2 separate regions of the Hordeum vulgare genome follow, and region 2 is linked to region 1. Evidence: chromatin contacts called from public Hi-C data. All regions are on one chromosome and are shown on one strand. The core of a region is the stretch at or near the end of the contact, and the rest is flanking DNA. Distances in the headings are between cores, read along the strand shown. Region 1 holds the start of LOC123430698. Region 2 holds the start of LOC123427578 (putative kinase-like protein TMKL1).

Region 1 (3,663 bases), core at 738-3,237:
GAATGGATCCATAGTTCATATCCTAAAGCCATCTTCAACTCTGTCTCTTAAATCTAACACACAACATTCTCGGACTCCATCACACGCTTTTGCGGATCCGGATAAGGAAGCTGGCCATGTAACCCGGTGCAACAAATAAAAGCGGACATGACAATTATATTAATATAGGGAACTCTTTTTATATAGCAAAATTTACCCTAGTTTAAATCTTGGTCGGTAGTGGGCTCGTCTATGTCCCACATCATGCTCGTTGTTGGACACGTCCTGCTCTTCATACATCCATGTCATTGTATCTTGTTCTATCTACTTAACAGGAATGCGTCCCTGCTAGATAGTATATGTTTCATCTATTTCCTTTCACACGGAGGTCAACCTCCGTGTATTGAGGCATTACTGCCGTTAAACTGCAACCCTATTATTATGGAATAAGACTTATATTTACTCGGGAGAAAAAGGCAAATCTTATTTGGCGTTGTAGTTATAGTGCAATTTTCTTAACCGACGCTTGCAGCCGCGTGAACTCGGCTCGGCCCATATTGTCTTTTTTCTGTCCTAAAAAAGACCACAACTAAGATTCGATCCTAAGATTTCTCACACATTCGCACGACGCAATAACCATTCAACCATCGACCATCAGTTGTTCTGCTAGTGCTTCTTCCCTCTTTTCTACTAGCACGTCTTTTTCTTTTTTCCATTTCTTTTTCATTTTCTTTTTTTGCCTTTCTTTTTTTATTCAAAATGGTTTTCTTCTGTTTTTTACTACTTTTCTTTGTTCATTTTTTATTTTTTATTTAGAACATTTTTTTGGTTTTTGGTTTTTTTTCAAATTCGATGAACTCTTTTTAAAATTTGGTAAAAAAAATATGTGAACTTTTTTCAGATTTGATGAACTTTTTTCAAAATTATGATTTTTTATCAAATTCGCTGAACTTTTTTTCAAAATCGGTGATTTGTTCCCAAGATCTTTGAACTTTTTTCAAAATCGATGAACTTTATTACAAAATGATGAACTTTTATAAAATTCGATGAACTTTTTTTAAAACCGGTGAACGTTTTTTTTTAATGATGATTTTTTATCAAATTCGATGAACTTTTAAAAAAAATGGTGAAAGTTTTTAAAATTTGATGAAGGTTTTTAACATTTGATGAACTTTTTTGAAAATCGATGAACGTTTTTAGAAAATCAGTGAACTTCTTTTGAATTCAATTGACCTTATAAAAATTGGATGAACTTTTTCAAAATCCATGAAATTTTTGCAAATACCGATTTTTAAATAATTTTCAATATATTTTTCTTCTTTTTTATTAAAATCGACCATTGATTAATTAACTGGTCAACCACGCACAACCAAAACAGTCCTCGAGCGAGCGAGGGAACGATCACGCGGGAGCAAGCGAGCGAGCGATCAGGCGAGCGCTACATGGGCTGGCCACAAAACCAAGTTGCTGCAGGCTCCAGTTCCTAATCGAGCGCCCGCGGCGCTGATTAGGGACTCCTGGAGAAAAAAGTAAAACCTTGCTACACTCTATGGAGATATGGGCCGAAGTTTCACCCAAACATAGTTCTTGTTTGGATACCCTAACTCGGTTAGAGGTTAGAGTTATATCTTTATTCTGGACTAACTTTAAACTAACGCTAACCAAAGAGGTGTTTGAATGGCAGGGTTAGATTACTAATAAATTCACTTTTTTCAACCATTTGGCTCCTTTAACCAGGATTTGGTATGGTGAAGGCAGAAGGAAAAGTAATTTTTTCTGTGCCCTACCTAACTATAACCCAAATAAGCAACTTTTAGGTGGGTTAGTTTTTGAATGAATTAGATGCATCTAATCAATTATAATCCTCCTATTTGAATGTTTTGCAGTTAGTTCGATTCAGTCTAACCAACTCTAACTCTAACAGATATATCCAACTCTAAAACGACTCTCTTTATCTTATCTGGAGCATCCCTGAAACCAGCGGCTGACTGAACAACCCAGAAGTGGACGCACTTTGCACGTCCTTTCAGCACCGGCCCTGCTCCAAAGTCCAAGCTTCCAAAGCAGAAGAGCTCATCAGCAAACACGGCGCGAAGCCAATAGAACCGTCCACATGGCGAGACCCCTGCAAATCCCATCCGATAGAAAACATATCCCGAGGTAGGAGAGCCATGGACCATATACGGCCCGGGGCTTGGGCGGCGACGGCCTTCGGCAAAGCGCCAGACGCTACGGCCGTGCCGGCCCGGACCACCGTACGTCGGCTCCACCGCCCGCCGCCCCCAACGGATTACCATGCACACGAGACGAGTCCTTTTCCGTCGCCGAATGATTTTTGATCTAGCACGTTCCCGCGGCTTCCCTCCACAGTTGAACGTTGCTCTCGCCAGGATTAATTCGGCATTGCTAGTAGATTTTAAAAATCTCGTCCATTCTCTTTGTGGTTGCTTTGCCTTTGCACCCATAAATTCTTTGCCTCCTCTCCGTGTTGCTCTTGCTTCCCGACCAAGTCTGCAGCTTCCTCTCTTCACCAGCAAGAGCTCGGATTCCATTCCGTCCAGATTTCCTTCTCGGTCGCGCTCACAGACTAGACTAATAGCCGATCAAACAAACTCGGCCTTCCGTAGCCCGAGACTCCAAGCCACGCACAGATTTTCTTCATCTTTCTCCCGCAATGGCGGAGGCCGCTCCGGCGCAGCCGAGGACCGGCGGCGGCGATGTGGTTCCCGCGTGGTTGCAGCGGGCTCTGGAGCTCTTGTTCCCGTCCAACCTCGCAGCGAAGGCGGTGCTGTTCGCCGTCGTGGTGGCGCTGCTGCCGATGCTGCCCACGAGCCAGGGCCCCGGGATCTGGGACCTGCCGCACATCCTCCTGCTCGGCCTCGTCATCTCCTACGGCGTGTTCGGCCAAAGGAACGCCGACGCCGATGCGGTGCCCCCGGTGGCCGCTCCCTCCAAGGTCGTCGACGACGACGAGTCCGTGGAGGCCTTCGTCTCCCAGATACTCCAAGGGCCCCTGGTCTTCGAGGGGAACGGCGGCGACGGAGTCAGCGGCGGCGCCAGGGACGGCGGCGTCCAGGCGTGGAGCTCGCAGTACTACCCCGACGATCCCCTCGTCGTCGTCGCCGACACCGGCGGCGCTGGCGAGAAGCCGCTTCTCCTGCCGGTGAGGAAGCTCAAGCCGTCGGCCGAAGAACCTGCACCGGGCAATGTAAGCGACGACGCCACCGATGAAGAAGCAGAGTTCCTCGTCTCCAAGGAGGGAACAGGATACAGCGGCGCGCGCCAACACGCCATGTCATCGCCGTCCTCCGTCCTCGACGCCGGCTTGACCCTCTCGCCGTCTTCGCCTCCTCCGCCGCCGCCTCCGCCGCAGTTTCCCGGCGGCGCGCGTGGCCTCGGGAAGGCCAGAGCAAGAAGCTTCAACGAATACGGGGTTGGAGACATGAGCATGGGCGGACACGCGGGCTTACGAAACAGGTTCCGGTCAAACTCCTCCATCCAAGCAACGAGGAGGAGCACTTTCACCGGCTACGATCCTGTAGCTCCGTCCGAAGATCAAGCGGCCGCAGACGATGAGGCTGACGAGATGGCCGCGGCCTCGGACGGCTCGTTCAGCAGCGACGACATGGCCAGGGACGGCGACGATGAACTCGACGAGGAGGAAGACAGCTACGACGAGGAGGG
Region 2 (3,663 bases), core at 374-2,873, 140 kb after region 1:
GGACCGACAGGGGGAGGGGGCTGATAGTGCTTCTTCACAAAGGGCAATGTGTAGTGTGCAGCTACTAGTAGATTGTCACTATTGTTTTCCCCTCTCCATCATTCCCTAAGTTGAATTAGCCAATGATGGTCACGTTCATAGCATTTTATAGTACTAGTATGCTGGGATAGGGTTACTACAAGTGAGCAAGTTAGGCTTACTGCATATTACCACATAATAAGTACATCTGTCAACTAGGATCAAATGTACAACTTACATGGCAAAATTATTTTCTATACTATCTTGTTTGGTTAGCATATTTCCAATTATTATAAAGTAAATTTCAAAATGTAACATAATTTTGTACACTTGTTGGGAGTTACTAATTATAATTGTTTTTTCAAGTAATATTCAGTCCCTAATGGACTACGTTCCATGTCTGACAGTTTTATTTCACCACGAACACTTGTTTAATAAATACTAGAACCTAAAAGTGTTTAAATGGTGCAACTACACCATATTTTGTCAAATCCTACCATAAGTATTTGTAGCTCGTTGTGGAATTCTGATTCTAGACAACTTGGATCTCCTAGAGATGGCTCCCTTTTTCAGACAGAAGGTCGAAACCCCGACCCTCTAAATCAATACAATCTATACAATTATTTTATTAAAGTTATTGCAAGGCAATGAAGCCAAGTCATCAATAACATAAGTACAAAGCACAGGCAACTATGGCATAATTATTATAAGAGATGAAAGGGCCGTTCGGAGTCCCTCCGCTCCGCGGCTCTGCTTCCAGAGCGGACGGAGCTCTAATTCAAATTCATGGAGCGGTTGTATGGATGCTCTACAAATTCTTAAATTTTATGGAGTCGATGGACTACCGAACAGGTCCGAAATCAACACGTTTGGGCGTGCCGACTTATTTCACCGTCGTTGTCACGTTGAGTCGTTGACGGTCAGGGCAACAATTTTCACCTTGGTTGTCGCGACCAACCACTGAAAGCCATGACATAAGTAAGAAGATGACGCTTTCAACAAGGTAACAAGGCAAGTTTGTCGCTGCCGAGCCCGGCTAATAAAGGTCAAAACAAGGGTTTTTACTCAGACATGACGCTTTTTCTCTCACCGCCCTAATGATGGATATTGCGAAAGCCACCCAGCGATACTCCATGACATGTCATGCCTAGGTTATAACTGTGGCAAATGTTAGATATTAGGTTACATATCGGCAGAACACATACACCTTCTTCAAACCAACTCTAACAGACACACTACTTTAACATCTCTGTTGGACCGGTCGACGAGGACGTGAGCGCACTAAAAAGTTATTTTTTCAACATTTCACTTATATAACGCGTCTGATGGAGTTGCTCTCAAACTACTCGTTGCGTCTAGAGTCCCTGGCGACGGTGGGACCACAACCCTGCGGTGACAAAGATATGGTCATCAGAAATTCTACATAGTTTTACAGTTTTCTTTTACATGAAAAATTCTAGCCATCACCTTTAGAAATATTTTAAACCAGGCCTGGCTAGCCATCACATGGCCCTACTCTGCTTCACATACAGGGTCTAGAGTCCACAGATGATGCAATCAAGTGTACTCTATGACGCACGCAATTATGAATGAAGTTAGGGGCCTCACAGATTTCAGGGTCCTGCTGCCCACACTATTCACGGGGTACGTCCATTGCCATCATGAACACACTTATCATCGACATAAAACCCAAAGTCCAAGCAAAGGAAAACAATCTCCCACACACTTCCCTCAAGACGAGAACCATCTCTTCTCAGCCCAGCTTCCACCCCCAAAGAATACCACCATTAGCTTAGCTGACACTGTCACAAACACACCAAGCGCAACAAAAGGGAGAGATCTCAACCGCAAAGGAAAGAATCGCAGAAAGGAAGGAAGGGCAGGGGAAGGTAGGAGGAGGAGGGAGCGCCGCAAAGCACAGACCTTTCCTCCTGAGGGCACCAAACCCTACCAATCCGCCGGGAATCCCTCCCCGGAGCCGGGCACGCCGCCGGGGCGGAGCAATGCCGAGGGCGCTCGTCAATGCCGTCCTCTTCACGGTCCTGGGCGTCGTGGCCGCGCTCTTCCTCTGCTACTCCGTCCGCTGCTACCGCCGCCGCCGCCGCCGCGGGCGCGCGATGGTGCTGCCCTCGCACGGGGCCCGGGCCGACCGCTTCCAGGCGGGCGGGACCAGCGCCTACGGCAGCGGGGTGGGCGAGGAGCTGCTCACGTTCCCCGGCGGCGAGGGGCTCACCGTGGCCGCCATCCTCGAGGCGCCCGGCGAGGTGGTTGCCAAGTCGGCGCACAGCACGCTCTACCGCGCCGGGCTCAGCGCCGGCGAGGCCGTCGCGCTGCTCCGGTTCCTCCGGCCCGTCTGCTCCGCGGGCGCCGAGGAGGCCGCGGCGGCCGCGCGGCTGCTCGGCGCCGTGCAGCACCCGAATCTCGTGCCGATCCGCGCGCTCTACGTCGGCCCGCGAGGGGAGAAGCTGCTCGTGCACCCCTTCTACGCCGCCGGCTCGCTCCGCCGCTTCTTGCAAGGTCTGCCCTTTACCTACGTTGCTCCACAGCGTGCAAATTACTTTCATCGCTTTGCTTTCAAGCCAAGTTTGCCTTGAGGAAGACTAATCATGCGAAATACTCCGTCATAATTAGCTTAAACTGTAGTAAATTTGATGATGTACTCCTATGTGCCGTCGTAATTAGCTCTACTTCGTCTCTAGTTTGATTTGATCGATTATTCCGCTCATCTGATTCAGATTTAGCAAGAGTGAATACTTCCAATAATGCTGCAAGGATTGAGCAACAGCCTTGCAGAGTGAATTTTGTTACTACCTCTAGCCATGTGTCTTCACTGCTACACTTTGTACTTTTGTCGTGAAGTTTACCAGACCACGGGGACAGCTCAATAGTTGATAAAGGTGTTTGTGAACTTTTACTGGTTGGAGTTGTTAGCTGGGACACTTTGCTTAGCATGATCTTCATGTTTCTCAAGGACATATGAAGATTGGGTCACCTGTAGCAAGCCTCATTTGATTTTCTTTGTTGATCTGTGCTGTTCAGATATATCAAATCAGTGTTTCTGGGGAAACACTTATTTCCGGACATATTTAATGATTTAGATTCTTATTAAGGGGAAATGCTTTTTACCCTAGAAAAATGAGAAATCCTTTCTTCCCTCAAAAAAGAGAGAGAGAAATGCTTTCTTATATGAAGTGTTTGCGAGACTACTTTTATGGCATTTATGAGGTTGATTTTTCTGAGCTGTTTGTGCTCCCTGCATCTTTCAGCTCTCATTTTCAGTGGAGTAGTTGAATTATATGCTCTTATTGAACATGCTTTATGTGTTGATCCAACAATTGGTCACATAAAGATGATGATTATCTTTTGCAGAAAATAATCTCTGTGGTTTTTGACTTTTCGTTGTCAATAACTTTTGAGGGGTATTTGATCTTTGTGAGGGTTTGAAAAGGACATGTCCAAAGGGTCCTCTTTGCTACTGAATTTCTTGTACGATTCCGAGCTGGTTCCCTACCACAATGCAGTACTACACGATTGCGTTGAAAATGTGTTGGTCTTTACGTTGGACTGCCGGTCTTACCATGAGATTTTCCCACTACTAGCGTCAACACGTCAGTAACTTTGCTAGTAACTGTCAGATCTCAAACC

Evidence for each region. A called contact is a pair of places that touch in the nucleus more often than the background predicts.
Region 2: a contact with region 1 is called in a Hi-C map of leaf, with 4 times the contacts expected there. The contact joins the promoter of LOC123427578 here to the promoter of LOC123430698 in region 1. A contact is called at or near these places in 4 of 6 Hi-C or Micro-C datasets (leaf and seedling) and 1 of 1 datasets of contacts at active chromatin or transcription factors (embryo).

What each region holds. Positions count from the first base shown.
Region 1 is chr2H:597,262,796-597,266,458 of MorexV3_pseudomolecules_assembly, forward strand. It overlaps LOC123430698, which reads left to right and starts at 1,988. Exons shown (of 1, transcript XM_045114546.1): 1 at 1,988-3,663. The coding sequence starts at 2,654.
Region 2 is chr2H:597,402,072-597,405,734 of MorexV3_pseudomolecules_assembly, forward strand. It overlaps LOC123427578 (putative kinase-like protein TMKL1), which reads left to right and starts at 1,624. Exons shown (of 2, transcript XM_045111658.1): 1 at 1,624-2,535. The coding sequence starts at 2,022.